Linked DNA regions of Mus musculus: region 1 is linked to region 2. A link is a contact called in public Hi-C data. All regions are on one chromosome and are shown on one strand. Each heading gives the region's core, a stretch centred on a gene start, on an enhancer-like site or on the middle of the called end of the contact. The rest is flanking DNA. Distances are from core to core; before and after follow the strand shown. Region 1 has its middle 26 kb from the start of Snx27. Region 2 holds the start of C2cd4d (C2 calcium-dependent domain containing 4D).

Evidence for each region. A called contact is a pair of places that touch in the nucleus more often than the background predicts.
Region 1: a Hi-C map of uterus shows a contact between it and region 2, with 6 times the contacts expected there. The contact joins the enhancer-like site here to the promoter of C2cd4d in region 2. A contact is called at or near these places in 2 of 39 promoter capture datasets (hippocampal neurons and liver), 4 of 15 datasets of contacts at CTCF or cohesin (the G1E-ER4 cell line, large pre-B cells, liver and 1 more), 141 of 484 Hi-C or Micro-C datasets (the AML12 cell line, B cells, the BV-2 cell line and 79 more), 12 of 115 datasets of contacts at active chromatin or transcription factors (astrocytes, bone marrow-derived dendritic cells, embryonic basal ganglia and 7 more) and 4 of 9 other capture datasets (adipose tissue, embryonic tail, liver and 1 more).

Annotation. Positions count from the first base shown.
Region 1 is chr3:94,606,139-94,612,269 of GRCm38.p6, forward strand. No RefSeq gene overlaps it. Among named protein-coding and RNA genes, the nearest start is that of Snx27, 26 kb to the left of the region's middle. Within about 2 kb of position 4,658, at least 81 of the 459 cell types and tissues checked have an H3K27ac peak or open chromatin away from gene starts, as enhancers often do. A contact at or near this core is called in the N1E-115 cell line, adipose tissue, astrocytes and 16 more, where this site is marked.
Region 2 is chr3:94,359,913-94,365,327 of GRCm38.p6, forward strand. It overlaps C2cd4d (C2 calcium-dependent domain containing 4D), which reads left to right and starts at 2,532. Exons shown (of 2, transcript NM_001136117.1): 1 at 2,532-2,626; 2 at 3,435-4,655. The coding sequence starts at 3,517. The coding sequence ends at 4,542.

The sequences.
Region 1 (6,131 bases), core at 3,408-5,907, 250 kb after region 2:
GGGACCTTTGGAAGAGCAGTCGGCGCTCTTAACCACTGAGCCATCTCACCAGCCTGATTGGGCAGATTTACCACTACACCACTCTATTCCCCAGCTATGAGATCCCTTGGTACTTGCGGCTTCTCAGGGCCATGTGGTTCTGCTCCATCTTCTGTCCATCTCCTCTTCCCCCATCTTTTCCCTCCTTCTTTCCCTCTCTTCCCTCACCCTCTAAAACCTCCAGCCCTATCTTTCCCCTCCACTGCCAAATCACAGGCTCTAGCCTTTACCTGACAGTTAATATGAGGAGAAGGTTCCCAGGAGATCACCTGAGTACGGGATCCACTCCTGGTCAAGGAAGCCCCTCTTGAGGAAGCAGAACTAACATCAGAATACAAACAGCACCAGGGCAACCCACCACAATACTGTCTACCTTTGACACAAGACTTGCTTTCTTGTGTCGCAACTTCTTCATCTGTCAAATGGGAAATGATGATACCTGGCTTACTACGGACATTCCTTAAATGTTCTTACTAAGTAGACACTATCATCTTGTGAAGCTTAGAGAGTTTAAATAACTTTTCCAACTAACGTGGATTGTAAGAAGGATACAATAAGCAAGGGCAAAGCCCACAACTCTATGCTACACAATCTCACTACTGCCAAATGACCAAACAAAGGATGAGGGAGTATCAGGTGAGTTTCTTTATTGCTGGTGCAGCTTTCTGAATCTACCATAAGGAGGACACACAATCTACCTGCTCCCCATTCCCTGGGATCAACGAAGATAGTAGGTGAAGTGACAATTTGGTTTCTTTAAAAACCACAGAAATATTCTAAGAATATCCTTTCCTTTTTTAAATTTTTATCTATTTATTTATTATAAGTATACTGTAGCTGTCTTCAGACACTCCAGAAGAGGGCGACAGATCTCACTGAGGATGGTTGTGAGCCACCATGTGGTTGCTGGGATTTGAACTCAGGACCTTCGGAAGAGCAGTCAGTGATCTTACCCCATGAGCCATCTCATCTCTCCAGCCCTGTCCTTTCCTTTAAATCCCAGGTGTAGGGATATGGGGCTGCTTCAGATTGTCTGCAGCAACTGACTATGATTTGCCTCGTGCTCTAGCAGAGGCATAGTTTTGCCAGCTATAGATAGTTTCTTCGATTGTGTGACGTTTGGAACTCTGGGAACTTTTCAGAGAATATATTAAATCCTAGAGTCCCACTAGGTGGGGGTTGGGGTGTGTGTGGTTATAGGTCGTTGGTTACGTAGGGGGGTTGTTTGTGGTTTGTTAGTAGCCGTGGACAAAGAAATAAAAGGAAAGAAACAAGATTCAGGCATTTTCCTAACTCCTCTCTATCCTTGCTCTCCTAATGTTAGGGAGTAAAACTACTTTGGGGGAAAAAGAACCCACAAAGTAGCAAAGACCTTTGCAGTACACAAAATTCTTTTTAATTTAAAAATTTTTTATGTGTATGGGTATTTTGCCTACATGTGTATCATTTGCATGCCTTGACTCTTAGAGGCCAGATCACCTGGAACTGGAGCTGAATACAGTTGTAAACCATTATATGGGTGCTGGGAATCAAATCTAAGTCCTTTTGAAGAGCAGTTGGTGCTCTTAAACCACTCAGTCCTGTCTTCAACCAGACCCAAAAAAAATTTTTTTAAAGTTATTTTTAAGTTCATTGGCGTTTTGCCTGCATGTCTGTCTGTGTGAGGGTATCAGGTTCTCTAGTGCAATGCCATGTGTGTGCTGGGAATTGAATCCAGGTCCTCTGGAAGAGCAGCCAGTGCTCTTAACTTCTGAACCATCTCTCCAGTTACCAGGAAAATTGTTTGTTTGTTTGTTTGTTTGTTTTTTCGAGGTATGGTTTCTCTGTGCAGCCTTGATTGTCCTGGAACTCACTTCATAGACCAGGCTGGTCTTGAACTCAAGAAATCCACCTGCCTCTCCCTCCCAAAGGCTGGGATTAATGATGCATCCCCTCCCGGCTAGGAAAATAATAACTCTTCTTCTTCTCCTCCTCAAGATTTGTTTTTGTTGTTGTTGTTTATCTAAGTTACTGTTACTGACTTCAGACACACCAGAAGAGGGCGTCAGATCCCATTACAGATGGTTGTCAGCCACCATGTGGTTGCTGGGAATTGAACTCAGAACTCTGGAAGAGCAGTCAGTGCTCTTAACCGCTGAGCCATCTCTCCAGCCCCACCCCCGCTTTGTTTTTTTTTTTAAAGATTTATTTATTTTATAAATAATAGTACACTGTAGCTGTCTTCAGACACACTAGAAAAGGGCATCAGATCCAGTTACAGATGTTTGTGAGCCACCATGTGGTTGTTAGGAATTGAACTCAAGGGAAAGGACAGTTTCTAAATATTTTATTTATTTATTTAATGTATATGAGTACACTGTAGCTGTACAGATGGTTGTGAGCCTTCATGTGGTTGTTAGGAATTAAATTTAGGATCCTGAACCCCACTCTCTCAGTCGCTGCTTGCTCTGAGCCCAAAGATTTATTATTATAGATAAGTACACCGATGCTGTCTTCAGACACACCAGAAGAGGGCATCAGATTTCATTATGTAGTTGCTGGGATTTGAACTCAGGTCCTTCGGAAGAGCAGTCAGTGTTCTTACCCACTGAGCCAACCCACCAGTCCAAAGGGGCCATTTCTTTTTATTCTTTTTTCTTTTTCCTTTTTTTTTTTTTTTTTTTTTTTTTTTTGGTTCTTCCAGACAGGGTTTCTCTGTGTAGTCCTGGCTGTCCTGGAACTCACTCTGTAGACCAGGCTGGCCTCAAACTCAGAAATCCGCCTGCCTCTGCCTCCCAAGTGCTGGGATTAAAGGCCACCACGAGGGCCAAAGGGGCCCTTTCTAAAGAGACTGAAGTAAACACTCCAGGAGGTTGCCATGCTGATGAAGTGGGTGTGTCTTTGTTCCTGTTACCCTTCTTCGGTTCCCCTGTTTTCCAGGTGATTTGCTTTTCTCTTTCAGCCAAACTGTAGTCCCCATGCCCTCTGCATAGTCCCAGTGACATTTGCTGGTATTGTCTCTTTCAGCTGAAATGCCCCTCCCCGATTGACCAATCAATTCATTAAATTCTTTTTTTTTTTTTTTTTTTTTAAATTTTTTTTAGATTTATTTATTGGTTATATGTAAGTACACTGTAGCTGTCTTCAGACACTCCAGAAGATCTCATTATGGATGGTTGTGAGCCACCATGTGGTTGCTGGGATTTGAACTCCGAACCTTCGGAAGAGCAGTCGGGTGCTCTTACCCATTGAGCCATCTCACCAGCCCCAATTCATTAAATTCTTATTTGTAGTTGGGCATGGGGGTGCATGCTTTAATCCCAAGACTGGGGAGGCAGAGGCAGGCAAATCTCTGTGAGTTGGAAGTCAGCTTGGTCTACAAAGTGAGTTCTAGGACAGCAAGAGCTATGTAGCAGGACTGTCTCAAAACAAACAAACAAACAAACAAAAAACCGAGCAAATGAACAAACAAAACTTACTTTTAGTTGATAAAGAGTATTATGTAAGACACAGTGGTGGCCCATGCCTTTAATCCCAGCATTTTGGAGACAGAAGCAGTTGGATCTCTGAGTTCAAGGCCAGCCAGGTCTATGTAGTGACCACTTCCCCAAAAAGCCTTCAGCTGGTCTTCCTGTCCTCCAAATGTGCTTAATGATTTCCGCTGCACATGTTCTTCCGGTCTTTTCTCCTGGCCTCATATCCCCCAGGCTCAGTTCTAGCATCACATCCTTCCTACTGTCTCTGCATTATTATCCACCTCTTCACGGGCTGGCCCAGCAACCCAGCAGAATCCTGGAGGAATACAGCCCTGTCCTATAGCAGAGCTTGGCTTAACACTGTGCACACAACAGAGTGTTTTGTTTCTTTTAATATTTGTTTATTTATTTAATATATGAGTACACTATAGCTGTCTTCAGACACACCACAAGAGGGCATTGGATCCCATTACATATGGTTGTGAGCCACCATGTGGTTGCTGGGAATTGAACTCAGGACCTCTGGTAGAGCAGGCAGTGCTCTTAACCACTGAGCCATCTCTCCAGCCCTAAAAGTTCATTTTTTCATTGACTTTGTTTTGCAAAACTTCCCACCTAGTAATATACATTTTACACAAAATGTCAGTTAAAACAGGACAGACAGAAGGGTGAGGCTGGGCCTAGGACCCCAGTAACAGAGAGGAAAAGACTGACTATGCGATAGTTCACTCAACTCAGACTAAACATTTTCTTCCCTTCAGCATGCTGAGGTCCCTGTGGTTTAAGACTTGGTGACCAATACCCTGTAGGGAAATTAATTATCCGGCCATCCGCCCTCAATCCCTTCTCCCACAGGGCTCCAGGGATAGAGATTTTAGCGTAAAGTCCTGAATTGGTCTCAGTGAGCCAGAAAGTACTTACCTTTAAGAACCATCTCTCTCACTCTCAGCCTGGATAAGCATTTTCCTTGGGAAAGGGGGGATATGTAGGTCTCCAACTTATGAGTTTCAAGGCCACAGTCTTATAATTGGGACAGACTAGAGGAAACAATTGCTCTTTGCAAAGCCAGAGCTCTAAATCAAAGCATGGAAAAGAGGCCAAGGGCCCTAGGCTAACATCTGTTGTTGAGTCATAGCCTGAACAGACTCAGGCCCTAGCTCAGCAGCTTGGCTCTGAGGAATCAGAGAACTCAGGGGATTCCACGGGCCCCACAAAAACAGCCACCCAGAACCAGGAGCTGGCTAAAGAGGGAACATTGCTTCTCTATCCCAGGGGGCATTATCCTCCTCCATTCAAGTATGGTGTCAAGCAGAACAGCTTCCCAAAGTGGAAATGTTTCATCGAACAGTTCATGGTCAACAGTGATTTAAAACGGGGACAAAGCCAGGCATGGTGGTACACACCTGTAATCCCAGCTCTTGGCAAGCAAGGCAGGGGATAGGGGCTTTTGAGGCTCCCAAGAAAGACACAGGGAGAGCTCCAGAGACACAAAGAAAGTGAACATTAGACACCTGTCTGGCCTGGAACTCACTATATAGACCATGTATACCTCAAACCCACAGAAATCAACCTGCCTTTGCCCCCTAATTACTGGGGTTAAAGGTGTGCACCACTATGCTCTGTGTTCCTTTTTTATTTATTCTAAGTCAGGGTCTTACTAAGTTGAGCAGGTTGCCCTTACATTTTCAGTCCTCCTTCCCCATCACCAAAGCAGCTGAGGCTAACAATCTGCTTCTCTTGGCTGAGACAGCATGTGCTACCAGGCTCTTTTCTGCTTAGTGCAAGGAAAAATGAAGACATGGAATATGGGCAGTTGTTGGGCAGGCAGGGAACAAGCGCTCCTGTGAGCTTTTTTTCCATCACCAGGCTTGCAGCCCAGGTTTATAGGAGGCTGACAATGATGGCTGCATGTCTGGGCAGCTCTTAACGCCCTCATGGCAGAGGTCCCAGAGAGGCAGAAATCAAGCCTCCTCGGTAGCACACAGGAGTTGGCTTAAAACACTACAAAACACAGGCAATAAAAGACAGCAGAAGCCAGGAGCTTGCCACCTCCTCAGCCCCATCCAACATCTCTAATTGGAAGGACTGTCGATGCTGTTGTTTCCCAGCTACTCTCCTGCATCCGCCCTGGCCTCGTTCATTCCTTGCAGCAGCCGCTCACCGCTCACCGTGGCTTGTAAAGCAGACCCCAGAGTTCTCTCTCCTTTTTTTTTCTTTCTGATCCCTTAGAGCCTTGTTTCTGGTCTCCAGAAAGTCTCCTGCCCACTTCCTATCTCTACCCCACATCTCTGCTCCTCCCATGTAGCTCAGCAGGCCCTGCAGGAGAGCCTCCCTTTCCTGCAGGGCAACACTCACTCCTGCATCCTCTAGCTAGGCCAGTCTTCTCGGCATCCTTGCCAACCCCACCCTGCTTCCACCCTGTTAATATTCTGACACAAGCAGTCTGGATATACCTGCGCCAAGCAAGACTGCCGGTGCAAGAGAAACCCAGGAGTCAGGAGCCGCAGCCACATCTGGGGCGGGATGTTTCCAGAGTGTTTTGATGCCTGTATTGTGAATACAGCTGAAGCAGGGGGAAAAGTTACAGTCTCAATAGAAAGAGAAAGGGAAACCAGAGGGATCAGGCAACAGGACCGT
Region 2 (5,415 bases), core at 1,282-3,781:
ACCCTCCTAACACAAGAGACAAGACTCATCACTCCCTAAGCAATGTGTATGTCACCATTGTCAGCCCTCCCTGAGAAAGTATAATCTACATCTAGCCAGGGTTGTTGCTATATTTCCAGAGTCTTAGACAGAGGCCAGCACACAGCAGCTACTCAATAACTATGTGTGAAAGAATGGATGGATCAAGATTTCCCAAACCCTACTCTACGTTTGAATTTATTTTACAAGTCAAAACTGTCCTGAGCAGAGCAAGAGGAATGGCTCAACCGTTTACAGCTTTGCTATTCTTGCAGAAGAGCCTGGTTTGGTTCCTAGCACCCACACAGTGGGTAACAACTAACTACCTGTAACTTCAGTTCCAGGTGATCCAATGCCCTCTTCTAGCTTCCTCTGGCACTGCAGCTGTGTTGTACATGAGCATACATGGAGACAAAGCATCTCTTCACATAAAAGTAAATCTTCTTTAATATCTTTATTACTCCATATTAAATCATGTTTTCTGTTTTCTGGTAGCAGGAGTCAGTCTAACACCCACATGTTATCTTGTCTAGTCCTCTCAACAACTCTGAAAGTTGGGTAGATTCCTCCAACCAAGTAACCAGATGGGGAAATTAAATTGCCTATGGCAGGTCTCAAAGCTGGCACATCTCAAAGCCAGGACCTCCAGCCCATCTGATAGTTGCCCAAACTACTATTGCCTGTGGCATACCAACCCTCCCCTGAAAACCAGTAGGACTTACAGTCAGAGAGGAATGCAAAGTCAGAGGTATGAGGGCAACAAGAGAACCATGATCCTCAAGAGTCATCAGATGACAGAATAATCACCGCTTTCCTGGTTTATTTCATGATCCTGCGTTCCACAGTCTGTCTCGGGGCTGTGCTTGTGCGGGCATGTTTTTTGTCTCTCTCTTAGCTCCCCATTCTGTGTCTGGTACAATTTAGATTTTCAGTGAACAGATGGACAATCTGTTTTAAGTATAATTCTGCTTAATACCTTAAAATCCCAATTGAGGAGCTGGACAGATGACTCATCAGTTAAGAGCACTTGCTGCTCTTCCAGAGAGCCCAGATTCCATTTCCAGCATCCATGTGGTGATTCACAGCTGTCTGTAACTCTAGCTCCAGCGCCCTCTTCTGGCTTCTGAGGACACCAGGCATACATATCATGCACAAACATACATGCAGACTAAATAATACACATAAAATAATGTATTTTTTAAAATCCTGGCTGAACACCTGGCTTGTGCTAATCCTTGTCCCTGTGATGTTTACATCCTAAGAAGGGACAGACATTAAAATAACAATAATCACATAATAGTTTATACCTGTAGTCCCTGCCCTTGGGGTGCTGGTTACCCTGGACTATACAGAGAATTTCAGGCTACTTACGCTGACCTACAAGGAAAAGAAAACATAAACAGAAGAAACTTACTAATGGCATAAAGGAAAGGGGTGAGGATACTGGGAAATAGGAGCAGGAGGCATTTCTAATTAAGAGAAAAGTTGTCAATGGGGGAAGAATAAAAGGAGAAACAGCCCATCCTAAGGAGGGAGGGAGAGTCTGTTTTTGAGGGAATACGGTGGCAGGTGTGCCAGCAAAACTGATAACCTCATCTGCCCAGTGGCCAGCTATGCTTTCTAGAGCCTGCCAAAGATGGAGGATGTAAGTCAGCTGGTCCTCACTGTTGTAACCAGCTGTCCTTAGTGTCTTTATATCCAGAAATCCTGAACCTATTTCTTCCCTTTTTGGGGTACGGGGTGGATATAATTTAGGGAACTAGTCATTGAAAATCATGATGTTGAGGAGTTACTGGGATGGCTCCAGAGGAGTAGAAGATATGCTGGGTGTGGATACGGCTAAGGGTGGAAGATATGCTGGGAGTGGAAGATATGCTGGGTGTGGGTATGGCTAAGGGTGGGGTGGGGGTGGGGATGGTGGGGACAACAACTAGCCACTGGCCATTGATGACAGTGTCTGTTCTCTGCCCCACTCCCCCAACTTTAGCAGCAGGGGATCAGGTCCAGCAGACTGCTGCTGGAAATCCAGCTCTGACTGTAGGAAGGAGTTAAAGAAGTCTTGTCGAAGGCCAGAGGGACAGACCCGTGTTTATCCAGGAAAAGAAGTCAGACGTAGGCAGCAGAGGCCCCTGCCAGCTCCTCCCTGAAACACTGAGCTAGGGGAGCAAGCTAGAAAGAAAGCTGGTCCCCTACGGTTCTGCACTCTTTACAGCCAGAAGCTGCGACTGCCCATAGGTAAGGTCTACAATCTTAGAGCATTACTGAGCCAGATACGGGCTAGGAGTCCCTGGCAGACTACTGGCACTTTCATTGTTCATGGTGATTCCACGCAGGGGTGCACTGAGCTCACTGCAAAGAAGCCTTCCTGGGCCTGCACTGGGGGTGGCAGAGAATCAATAGTGCCTTTGTGCTCTAAGGTTTCCTAAGGAAAAAGAGTGGACAGTAGGAGGAACCGCCTAACTGCTCAGCTCCGCCTTACAGCCTTGCTCTGTGGCTGCGGCCTGGCTGAGAAGCTAGGGATAAAGAGGAGGGGAGAGGGGGTCTGTGCCTCATCGAAAGAAGGGAATCTCCTTGGACTGGCCCTGCTTGTCTACTGGTCAGCAATCAGGTGTGTTTCCGGCTGCCAGGAGCAGAAGTGAGTCCTTTTCAGGAGCAATTTGAGAAGGTGAACGTGATTTGGGGAGGAGACAAGAGTTAGGTGGGGCTAGTGCCCAAAGATAAGTCAAATCAGAGAAGCTAACACAACAGCCGCCTGCACAAGCAATGAGCTTCCAGGGCCCCAGACCAGATTCTAGGTGCAGGACAAGAAAGCCAGTCTACTTAGGGCCGTGGTGACCTTATGGAACTAGAGTATATATGAGCAGAATTAATATCTGGGTCTGTAATTGTGACTACAAATCTTTAGGTTGTACGGGTGTTAGTCCCTCTAACACTGAAGTGGGTGGAACATCCTTAGCAATAGGAAGTCTAAATACTTAGCCATACAAGGCCTCCTTCTGAAAATCATTTTAAGATTATTTCTAAGACGTATTTTATGTGAATGTTTTGCCTGTGTGTATGTATGTATGTATGTGCACCACGTGCATGCCTGGTGCCTGCAGAGGTCAGAAGAGGGCGTTGGATCCCTTGGAACTGGAGTTGTGGATGAGTGTGAATTACCATAGGGGTGCTGGGAGCCACAGCTTCTGCTGGACCAACAAGTGCTCTTAACCATTGAGCCATCTCCAGACTCTGAAAAAACCTTCTGTCTGGTCTCGTAATCCATTTCTCCAGTTTCCAGACTTCACCTGTTCTTTTACCTGCTTATATATGCCAGACTCGTGCCCCATGAGTGTGGGGACAAGGCCACAGAGGCAGACAGCTAAGTGTTTGCTCTCCGCAGCAGCATCGATTCGCATCCTCTTCTGTTCTCTCAGCGCACCTCAGGCCAGAGCCTCCAGCCGGGAGGCTGAACTTGGACCTTCTCCGCCTCGGTGTTCCTTTACCCCCACCCACTGCATGTGGCTCTTGGAGAAAGCCGGTTATAGGGTACGGACCGCAGAGGCCCGGGCGCTGCAGGCGCACCCCAGCCTGGTCCCCAAGCGCCAGGCCCGGGGCTCGCCCTCGCGCTGCAACCCTAATGTCCTCACCCCCGACCGCATCCCACAGTTCTTCATACCGCCTCGGCTCCGGGACCCAAGAGGCGCCGAGGGCAGGGTGGACCGCAACCCGGGCGGCCGGAACCTCCCGGTGGCCTGCTCGCTGCCGCACCTGGCGGGCCGCGAGGGCTGGGCCTTCCTGCCCGAGAGCCCGCACACGCGTCGCCGCGAGTCCTTGTTCCACGGGCCGCGCGGCCTGGCTGCAGGCCTGGCCCCGGCGCAGTCACGGCTGCACGTCTCGGCCCCCGACCTCCGCCTCTGCCGGGCCCCAGACAGCGACACGGCCTCGTCGCCGGACTCCTCGCCCTGCGGCTCCCCGCACACGCCCAGGCCGCAGTCCCTGTCCCCCGACGAGGCCAGCTCGGCGGACACTAGTCCGTACGCGCCGCGCCGTGCGCCACCGCTCTTCCACCTGGACTTCCTCTGCTGCCAACTGCGGCCGACCAAGGACAGCGTGCTGCGCCTGGGGCCCCGCGGCGGGCAGCTGCGCCTGTCCACCGAGTACCAGGCGGGGCCCGGGCGGCTGAGGCTGCGCCTGGTGAGCGCCGAGGGGCTGCCTCGGCCGCGGACCCGCCCCGGGAGCGGTGGCGGCGGCTGCTGCGTGATTCTGCGGCTGCAGCCGCGCGTTAGGCCTGGAGCTCAGCGGAGCCGGGTGGTCCAGAGCAGCTGCAACCCTATCTTCAACGAAGACTTCTTCTTCGAGGGGCTGCGCCCGCCGGATCTGGCCGTCCGCAGTCTGAGGGCCAAAGTGCTGGACAGGGGCGCGGGGCTGCGCAGGGACGTGCTGCTGGGGGAATGTGAGACGCCCCTCATCGCCCTGCTGCCCCCACTGGCTGGAGGTCTAGGCCCTGGGTCCTCCCTGGCACCTACTCATCTCAGCCTGTAGACTGATAGACACCACAGCTTTCTTGGGAGGTTTCCACTGGGTCTGCAGACTTCATCCTTGCCACCTGCCCGGCATGTATTTATTTTTGTTAATAAAACATCAGTTTGTCTCTAGCTGCATGCTTTCCAGTGGGCACCAAAAACTCTAGGCTTTGCAGCAAGTCTTTTCCACCCAGCCCTTCCTTAAGCAGTGCTTGAGACCCGGAATCCCTGGAAGTGCTTGTTAAACATGGAGAGCCTAGAGTCCATCCCCAAGCGAGTCTGCTTCAAGAGTCCTAGATTGAGTTGGCTCTAGGTGCCTGTCTTAGCTTTATTTCCGTTGTTGTGATAAACTATCTCCCCATCACACACACACACACACACACACACACACACACACACACACAAAAGCAGCTTTTATGGAGAAAGGGTTCATTTGGCTTACAATTCTAGATGATAGTACACCATTGTGGAGAAGTTATTGCCAGGACTTGAAGCAGCTAGTCACTTCCACAGTGAGGAGCAGGGAGAGAGACAATACAAGCTGGAGAGCTGGTTCAGTGGTTAAATGCAAAGGACTCAAGTTCAGTTCCCAGCACCCACATCAGGCAGCTCATAACTGCCTATCAAACTACAGTTACAGGGGATCTAATGCCCTCTTGTGGCTTATAAAGGTCAGGTGGGTGGGTACGTGCATATGAGCGTGCGTGTGTGTGTGTGTGTGTGTGTGTGTGTGTGTGTGTGTGTAATGCCCAGGGGGAGTGGCACATGCCTTTAATCTCAGCACTCTAGATACAGAGGCAAGCAGAGGCAGGTGGATCTCTGTGAGTTCAAGGACAGTCTGGTCTAAAGAGTGAGTTAGGATAACCAAGGCAACAGAAAGAAACTTTATCTG